Linked DNA regions of Bicyclus anynana: region 2 is linked to region 1. Evidence: chromatin contacts called from public Hi-C data. All regions are on one chromosome and are shown on one strand. The core of a region is the stretch at or near the end of the contact, and the rest is flanking DNA. Distances in the headings are between cores, read along the strand shown. Region 1 holds the start of LOC128199763. Region 2 overlaps LOC112056258 (tetratricopeptide repeat protein 39B).

Evidence for each region. Hi-C and Micro-C count contacts between places; a contact is called where the count stands out from the background.
Region 2: a Hi-C map of whole body shows a contact between it and region 1, with 5 times the contacts expected there. The contact joins the enhancer-like site here to the promoter of LOC128199763 in region 1. A contact is called at or near these places in 2 of 2 Hi-C or Micro-C datasets (whole body and whole larva).

Annotation. Positions count from the first base shown.
Region 1 is chrZ:13,014,902-13,019,266 of ilBicAnyn1.1, forward strand. LOC128199763 reads left to right here and starts at 2,352. Exons shown (of 2, transcript XM_052890920.1): 1 at 2,352-2,556; 2 at 4,018-4,365. The coding sequence starts at 2,382. LOC128199762 reads right to left here. Exons shown (of 2, transcript XM_052890919.1): 2 at 2,560-3,589. The coding sequence ends at 2,671.
Region 2 is chrZ:13,162,788-13,167,152 of ilBicAnyn1.1, forward strand. LOC112056258 (tetratricopeptide repeat protein 39B) reads right to left here. Exons shown (of 14, transcript XM_024096653.2): 14 at 3,548-4,365. Among protein-coding and RNA genes, the nearest start is that of LOC112056485, 34 kb to the left of the region's middle. Within about 2 kb of position 2,409, at least 6 of the 8 cell types and tissues checked have open chromatin away from gene starts, as enhancers often do.

The DNA.
Region 1 (4,365 bases), core at 1,102-3,601:
AAATTTGAATGAGCCTTACGATTTTTTTTAAACCTTAGGTGAAAAAAGGCCATAGATTCATTCATTCATCATTAGTCTCAAGGCCGAGGTCCGTACCCCCGCCCCGATCACACGGGCCGGAGAAGACCCACATATCACGTAATGGAGGATTCAAAAAACAATATGCGAGTAGATGGCGCTGTTTTAATGCCATGGTAATTAGCCATTTTCCTGAAATAAAAAAACAAAAAAAATCCGCTAGTGGCAGCACCGGTGGGTTCACCACAAAACAAAGCGTTTATGCGTGAAACATACAGTACTGAGAACAGAATATAGGTCTTCAAGCAGGTAGGCGCCTATAGCGGGAAGCCTGCGCGCGGCGTCGCTTGTGTATAAGTACTTCACAATCTTCGCGTCTTCGCCTAACGTCTGTTGTGTTTTTCATGCCTAATGCTACCCTTAATTCCAATTAATTTTATGAAAAATTATTAAAACATGGTTGTGTTAAAAAAATTTAGTTAAAAAGAGCCATCTGTAGTAAAAACATGTGTTAAAAAAATTTTGTCGAAAAGCGCCATCTGTAGTAACACTTATAAACTACGACACAAAACTTGTAAGCCCAGCGCTGAGGCCTTGGTTTTTAACGGCATAATTACGAACTAGCAGGAGCTTATGAAGTAAAGCAAGTCTAACCTGAGAGATGGCGCTACTATTTTTCAAATTTAAATTTTTTTTTTTAATTTTTTTTTTATATCATTTTATTTTTATATACTCAGTCGTGTGGTTATAAACAAACTTACTTACTTTGAGTGTGCTATACTAGCATTTTGTTTGCATTCTTCGATTCTTAAATAGTAGTCAATTCCCGGTAGGTAGGTCAGCATCTTCCGTTAATTTTATTGAAATTCTATACGTTTGGTTTTTTTGGCAGTCATCTGCTCTGGTACAATTCTAAAGAAAAGCGTTAAGCACATGCTCAGTGGTTGTTCAAAATCGAGGATAAAATACAGCCTATGACAGTCAGAAATAACGCGGCTTTCTATAGGTAAAAGAATTTTCAAAATCGTTACTGTAGATCCAAGGATATCCCCTTACAACTTCACAAAATTTTACTTTTCTCTGTGTACCTACCTGTATAATATTTCTTTTCCAGCTATAAAGAAACCTATGTCGTTAGCTAAAAAGGCACCAAAAGCTAATAGCATACCATCAACGCAAGAAAGGCATCCTGAGTTGGCGCAAGTTGCTGCAGAGCTAGCCAAAGAACTGGGACCAAGACCTGGTTTTAAAAATCGATTCCCAATACTGTGGCGTGTTTCTACTAAAGTATACCTTGGTGACAGTACCCGGTACCCGGTTCCATTACCCGAAAACCACGCATTTTGCTACACTAACCCACACAACGCATTATGCCGAACTTATATTTAATGTGAAACTAATAAACAATTATGTACTTAATATATTTTAAGTGATTTTAATTTTGTATGCGACTATCCTAAAATAACCGACTGTGGTTCTTACTACACCGGTAAAACTGGTGAAAGACTATTGGCTGTACAATTTATATTAAGCTTTTTACATTACTTATCACTATATACAGAGCCTCCGTGGCGCAGTGGTATGCGCGGTGGATTGACAAAACGGAGGTCCTGGGTTCGATCCTCCGAAGTGCATCAACTGATACGCATCGTACGGATCAACCGAATCTACCGTAAAATTTAGGGTGAGGCCAAACGAGCGTAATTTCTGCTGCATTTGGGTTCATACAAAACTCCAGTTCCTGCGACATGGCGTCACAACAAATGTTGTGTTCAGACTTGCACACGAATTTCTGCGACCGAATTTACACGGCTGACAACTCACTAAATTACGCTCATTTGGCTTCACCCTTGCTAGAAATTGTCGATCAAGTATACCCACGGCTATAACTGATCGTGTGTTGATCGCTGCGTGCATGACGGCTCGACTTGACGCATACATGAAGTTCTTCCCTGAGGGCAGCGCTGCAGAAACGTGGGTATACTTGATCGTCAATGGCTATCATTATGCGTAGATTATCATGAAAAGGACTAGCGGTCCTTTTGAAAGAAAGAAGTCTCGCGTCCTTTCTACCCAATTGTCCGGCTATTAGGGCGATCTACATGCCGTCAGTTTGGATTAAGGGCGCTTTTAGTGTCACGCGGATTTGCTCACGCACGCGGGATTGGCCCGCATGCGTAGCATCCGCAAAGAACAATTTCATATAGGTATCTATTGTAAAGCGTGATAAACGCACGCGGGACGCGGGGCGCTGTGCGGGGCGTCACCCCGGTGCGGGGTATCCGCATGCGTAAGCGCTGCCTACAACTTCAGTGCCCATTTTAGAGTCGAGCGGGGCGCACGCGCCGTATTGTACTACCGAAATGAAAATTGATACAGAACGAGTAATCATTGAAGTTCATCTGCGGCCCGTTTTGTGGGATAAACGCAATGAATTATACAAAAACAGGGACGCGAGGGAGGCTGCATGGAGAGATATTTTGAAGGAATTGGCACCTAACTACGAAAATTTGAGCGAAGAGGAAAGAAAAGTGGCGGGTATGTGTTTGGTTCATTATTTTATTTATACAAGCATCATTACTTTATTAATATAAGCATAATTATTTAATTCACAAATAACATCAAAAACCTTCTAAAACCTTTTGAGTTTAGTTAATTAATTATATATCGGTGTTGCCAGGAGACTTTTCCTTCATTGATAAAGTAATCTGCAAATATATCTCTGATATTACTTGCCGACGTATTACTACTTTCAGTCTGCTGCCTGGGTAGTGGTCCCGTAAAACCATTTGTGACAAATGTATGGCTGACCATGTAGCCATCCCGTTTCCTTATGAAATTGTGAAGTAGACATGCCGTCTTGACTATTGATTGTGCTAGATCTAACTTGACAGTCATGGATCTGTGAAATATTCTAAATTTATTTGACATAATTCCAAAAGTGCATTCTATGTACCTTCTAGCTCTGGACAGACGGTAATTAAATATTTTCTTTTTGTAAGGTAAATTATCACGAGCATAAGGCCGCATCATATGTGATGATAAACCAAATGCCTCATCTCCCACTATCACGAACGGCAACTTTGCTCTTACACTAGATGGATAAGCTACTTCGGGGCAAATAATAGGCAACTCTTGCGGGTCAGGGATACCCAACGTGTTACTTTCCAGTTTCGTATACAATTGACTCCTTCTAAAGATGGTTGAATCGGCGTTGCTTCCACTGGTACCGACATTAATATATGTAAAATTATAATCAGCATCACACATTGCGAGGAGCACTACAGAATAATATTTCTTATAATTAAAATATAGTGATCCACTGTGCGGCGGCCGAATCACTCTTATATGTTTTCCATCAATAGCACCCAAGCAATTAGGAAAATTTGTATATGTGAGAAATCCCTCTGCGATTTCTTTCCATTTGATCCCATTAAGCTGTGGAATACATTCAGACTTTAGTTCAATCCATATTATGTAACAAACTTGTCTTACTATTTCGCTAATTGTTGCAATTCCAATCATATAGGAATAGTGTAGATCAGTGAATGTATTACCAGTTGCCAAATATCTGAAAACAAAAACAATATATTAATAATATGATAACATAATATATTAATAATGCTGACATCAGACATAAGACAGCATGCACCGCTCGAATTTTACTTCAGAAGAAAAATAAATACCCGTGAAAGGGCACGGAAGTAGCTAGCGCTAGAAGTTTTTAATTCGTTTTAACTACAGTACTATAGCTACGTTAGATTTCTATGATTTGCCGAAAATGTTATCATATCCAACTAATATCAGATTTGTACACACGGCCACAGATCAAGCTTCCCAAAACCAGTATAAACAGGACTCATGCGTTGTTTATTATCGTAGACGACTCGCCGCCCGGCGAGGCCCTAGCAAGTTCCGTTTATTGGTACTGGTTTTGGGTAACTTGATCTGAAACTGTGTGTACTTTTGCCACTTACTTATTATATTTTGTCATTTCAGACAAGAAAATACAACAACGCTGGCGAACAGCAAGGGACACTTACCATAAAGACAAGATATCTGAAAAAAATCAGCCATCCGGCTCTGGGAGTAAGAAGAAGAAGAAATATTCTTACTATGACATTTTGACTTTCTTAGACAGTACAACGGAAACTGCTGGAGAAGAGTCACTCTGTGAAGAAATGTCTGAACAAAGTAATTTAGAAACACCTAATGAGTCCACGCAACCAGGTACTTCACGTCAAGAAAGTTCTCAACTAACATCACAACGTAATTTAGAAACACGTAATGAGTCCACGCAACCAGATACTTCACGTCAAGAAAGTTCTCAACTAACATCACAACGTA
Region 2 (4,365 bases), core at 1,159-3,658, 150 kb after region 1:
TCTAGCGAAAGGACCTAAAGTTTCAATATTTTGAAAATACCTATTAACCACGCCGCGCGGCTTAGGTTAGAGAGAGATAGCAATTATTTTCCTCGGCACCGGCGGCGGTCGGCAATACAACGTCGCGCAGTTTGTTTGTGACTTTGTATAGATAGATACCTATTAGTCGTGACCTGCCTATTTGACCTCTTGGAAAACAGCTGATCGCGCGCATTTTGCAAATTAAATTTACATTGCTAGTTTTTGTTAAAATTTTGATTTGACGATTTTTATTAAAAATCGTATTGAGATAATGTTATCCATACCAGTGTTTGAATAATGCTACTATTCGTAAGATATCTTTTACGCTATAGAATAACGTGAGCATATGTATTGTATAACATTTTTATTAAAAAACTATTTTTTAAAATAAAATGATTATAAAATATTTCATTTTCCCATCTTTAAACTAACAACATATCAATTATTAAAGAATCATTCATTATCATTTATCGATAAGTTAACGCTCGATGTTATTTACCCATTCTTGCTTTTCATAGACAATCTAGCGTTACGAAATGTCAAATTGCCGTAATCGTAGTTAAGCTGTGCAAATTAATCTTGTTGTGATTTTGTTTTTCAGAAAATAAATGTGAATAAATCGTAAATTCGGTGTAGTTTTTGGTGTAATTCGTACTGTACGCGTATAATAAAGGATTTAGACACTTTGTTCTTTAGAAATTACGTATAACGTAAGTGAAATATGTGATTTTAGTGACAAGACGGGTTTGTTTTGGTGATAAGACTTCTAAGAAAATTTTTGGTATACAATAATTGGTCTGAGACAAGTGGATACCAAGCGACGCGACGGTGCGGGTCGGGTCCCGGATGGCTCTAATGAGCTACGACCTTTAGTATCTAATAAAAATGAAGAATGAAAGAGGGCAGTCATAATGAATGCATTTTATTAATTCTTTTTTTATTGAAGTCTTATTAATTAATACCTACGATATTTTATACTAGAGACATGGAACTAGCACATAAAACTGAGGCGGACAAATGTGCATTTAGTCGCTTAATAAACAAAGAAAGTTATAAAAAAAGTTATTTAAAAATAAATATATTATACTAGCTGACGCCGCGCGTTTTCACCCGCGTGGTGCCCGATCCCGTAGAAATACAGGGATAATATATAGCCTATAGCCTTCCTCGACAAATGGGCTATCTATCGCTGAAAGAATTTTTCAAATCGGACCTGTAGTTCCAGAGATTAGCGCGTTCAATCAAACAAACAAACAAACTCTTCAGCTTTATAATATTAGCATAGATAAGCACAACATTGTACATATATGCGATCAGTTGGATTGCCTAGCTAAAAATCGGATCGCGGTGATTTTGGAACTTAACATATCTATGATATAGGTAAAATACAGTTGACTTAATAGGTACTCACTCATCTGTATCTTACTAATCTGATGTCTTTATGTACCTACTAATATTAGGTAAGTAAAGTGTGTAAGTTTGTAAATGGCTTTGTAAGGTGTAATCTCTGGAACTACTTTTCCAATCACTTTTTCAAACACTGTAATCTTTGGAACTACTGATCCGATTTTAAAAATCCTTTCGCCAGTAGGAATATTTTAATTTTTTTTATTTTTTATTCTACATTAACGGGGAGTCAAAAACACAAGATCCTGGTTTTAACTTGTATTCCGGCCTCTAAGACTGGGAGCGCCATCTATTACTGTACTAGTTAATTAAATACGTTGTACAGTTGTTAGCGCCTAAAAAATTTAAATTATTAATTAATAAATCAATCAGTAATGACAAAAAGAATATCATTGGAATTATTAATGGTGATTCAATAGAAAATTCAACACATTAGTACAACTGCCAAATGGTGACCCTAGCAGACTTTGAGCGCCATCTAATTACTGTATCACTATAATACTTATCTAAGACGACTTAAGGAACCTTTAACGTCTCAAAAGTTTTAAACGTACTTACTACTTTACACTATTTTACATAGATTGCGCTAATTAAATAGCAGTAATTACAAACACCATTCTCTTAAGTTTTACTTTTTATAATACTAAAACATAATCAAGCTTTTTGACAATGTTTATTTGTCTGTCCATCTGTCTGTCCGGGCTTATCTCTGTAACGCCTAAACCGATTTTGTTTGTGGAAAAGGAAATTACACTCGGGTGATGTCGTGAGCGTCTTCTAGTATGTATAATTAAAGACGTGGGTGCCGGTAATTATTCAAAATATTCGCCTCCAAGCCAAGCCTAGGATCTTGGTGGTACAACCTAATAATTTTTCAAATTGATGAAATAATAAGACGACAGTGGTTTTCTAGTTATTGTGGGGTGGAGCGTCATCTATGAATGTAATAATTAATTAAGTAGGTACCTAATACATTCGACAGAATATCAAGTTAACGTATTATAGATGGCGGTAGTAGTTTACGCGTACTAGTTTACATTGCTTTACATAGATGGCGCTGATTACAAACAACATTTTGTCGGATTTCAAAATAACTATGATATTTTATTTCATTAATTTGTCTATTTATCTGCCTGTCCAATCTTTGAAACGGCCGAACCGATTTTAACGGGACTTTGGTTTGAAAAAAAGTGAATTTCATGCGAATGAAGTCGTGGTCGTTTGTGGGCAATGTTCATACTAGTATAAACGTCTTTACATAGATGGCGCTAATTAAAAATAATAAAGTTACTAAAACAAAATCAAGCTTTTTACCTAATTGCAAGACTGCAAGAGGGGTTATGTTTTTATAAATCTTGCCTAAGCTTTAGCCAGCCCTGTGACTTGAAGCGCTATCGAAATCGATTCTCTATTAAGTAGCGTATTATCTAATTAGTAGTGTAGATTGCGCTAATTAAATACTAGTTACGAGAGCCGTGCTCGCCTAGTGGATTATGATCTCTGCCTCATAATACAGAAAAACACTATATAATGACATCTAAACGTGGCTTCTGGTGTTTTTCTGTATTCTGAGACCTCCTTCTGTAATCCGGGGGCCCCGAATCATTGATCCGCATAGTACTTAATCCCGTGGGAATACGGGGATAAAATAAAGCCTGTGTTACTCGCTAATGATGTAGTTTTCTGTTAGTCAAAAAAATCAAATCAGTCATGTAGTTTCGAATTTATTTGAAACAGAAAACTTTCTATTGTAATGTCCTGCTTGAACGATTCTTATGAAATTTTTATGTTCATTCAGTAAGTCTGAGAATCGGCTATTATCTATTTTTCACTTTGTTTGCAAATTTGAACTTTAATACTATACTATTAAGTGTTAGTGGAAAAGTTCCGGAAAGACAAAACAATAATTGACGTTAGTTAGGGGTAGGGTAGAGGTTGGGTAGTGGTAAGGTTGGTGTAGGGCATGGGTATGGTGGGAGTATTTTAGGGTAGGGTAGGGTTGGTATAGGGTGGGGAGTAGAATAGAATAGGGGTAGGGAATGAGTCAAAGCGAAGCTTGACCGGCTCCGCTAATTTAAATATATTTATGATGAATTGTGGAAGCAAAATATAAGACAACTACGAGTTCAATACATTTATTATATCTAATTAATAATACTTCTTCGACAATAAATATGTAAGTATAATGTACTCATTGCAGGATGGTACGGACAGCTTCCTAGCCCCTTATTCACAGATGCACCAGACTGCTAAATTAGTTTCTAGCGGAAAAAAGACGTTTTTGCGGAAAAATTCTGTTTCTGTGGAAAAGTTGGCGTATGAATGCTATGCTTCGCGGTGAGGCATCTAACTATAGCCTGGGAAATTCGTTCGTAACAATCCCGATGGTACGCGCGGGCCAGGAGGGGGGTAGCGATGCCCCAGTCCTTCCCTCTGCCCCGCGCGCCCTACTTCACAGCCGCGCAGTCCTTTCCTCCCGTCGCCCGTAAAGGGCCCCCTGTAGTCTGGGGGCCCCGTATCATTGATACGGCTGATACGACGATAGCTACGCCCCTGGCCTCAGACTAATTAGATAAAGACCTGTCTCGCAAGACATTATTTTTCTGTCAAAGTATATGATCTTATGCGATTATAAACACTGTCTCTATAGAATCGATGTTTCATAGTTTACAATCGTGTCCGTCGGTTAAAAACCTCCGTAAAAATACCTTTTTGTGTAGTTAAATGGTGTAAAAAACTAACAAAAACTGCTAGTTTAGTATAAGATATGTATGAAATCTAAGCTCGTTTTTCTTAGAAAATGGCAGAAAATTTTGTTCGTGAATTTGGGTGCGATACTAGTCCTTATGTATTTAGTCTGAGCCCCTGGCCAATGTGTTCTGGTAAGGATTCGAGGGTGCGCTCAGCTTGAGGGCCCCGGGCACTGCACCACCTTGC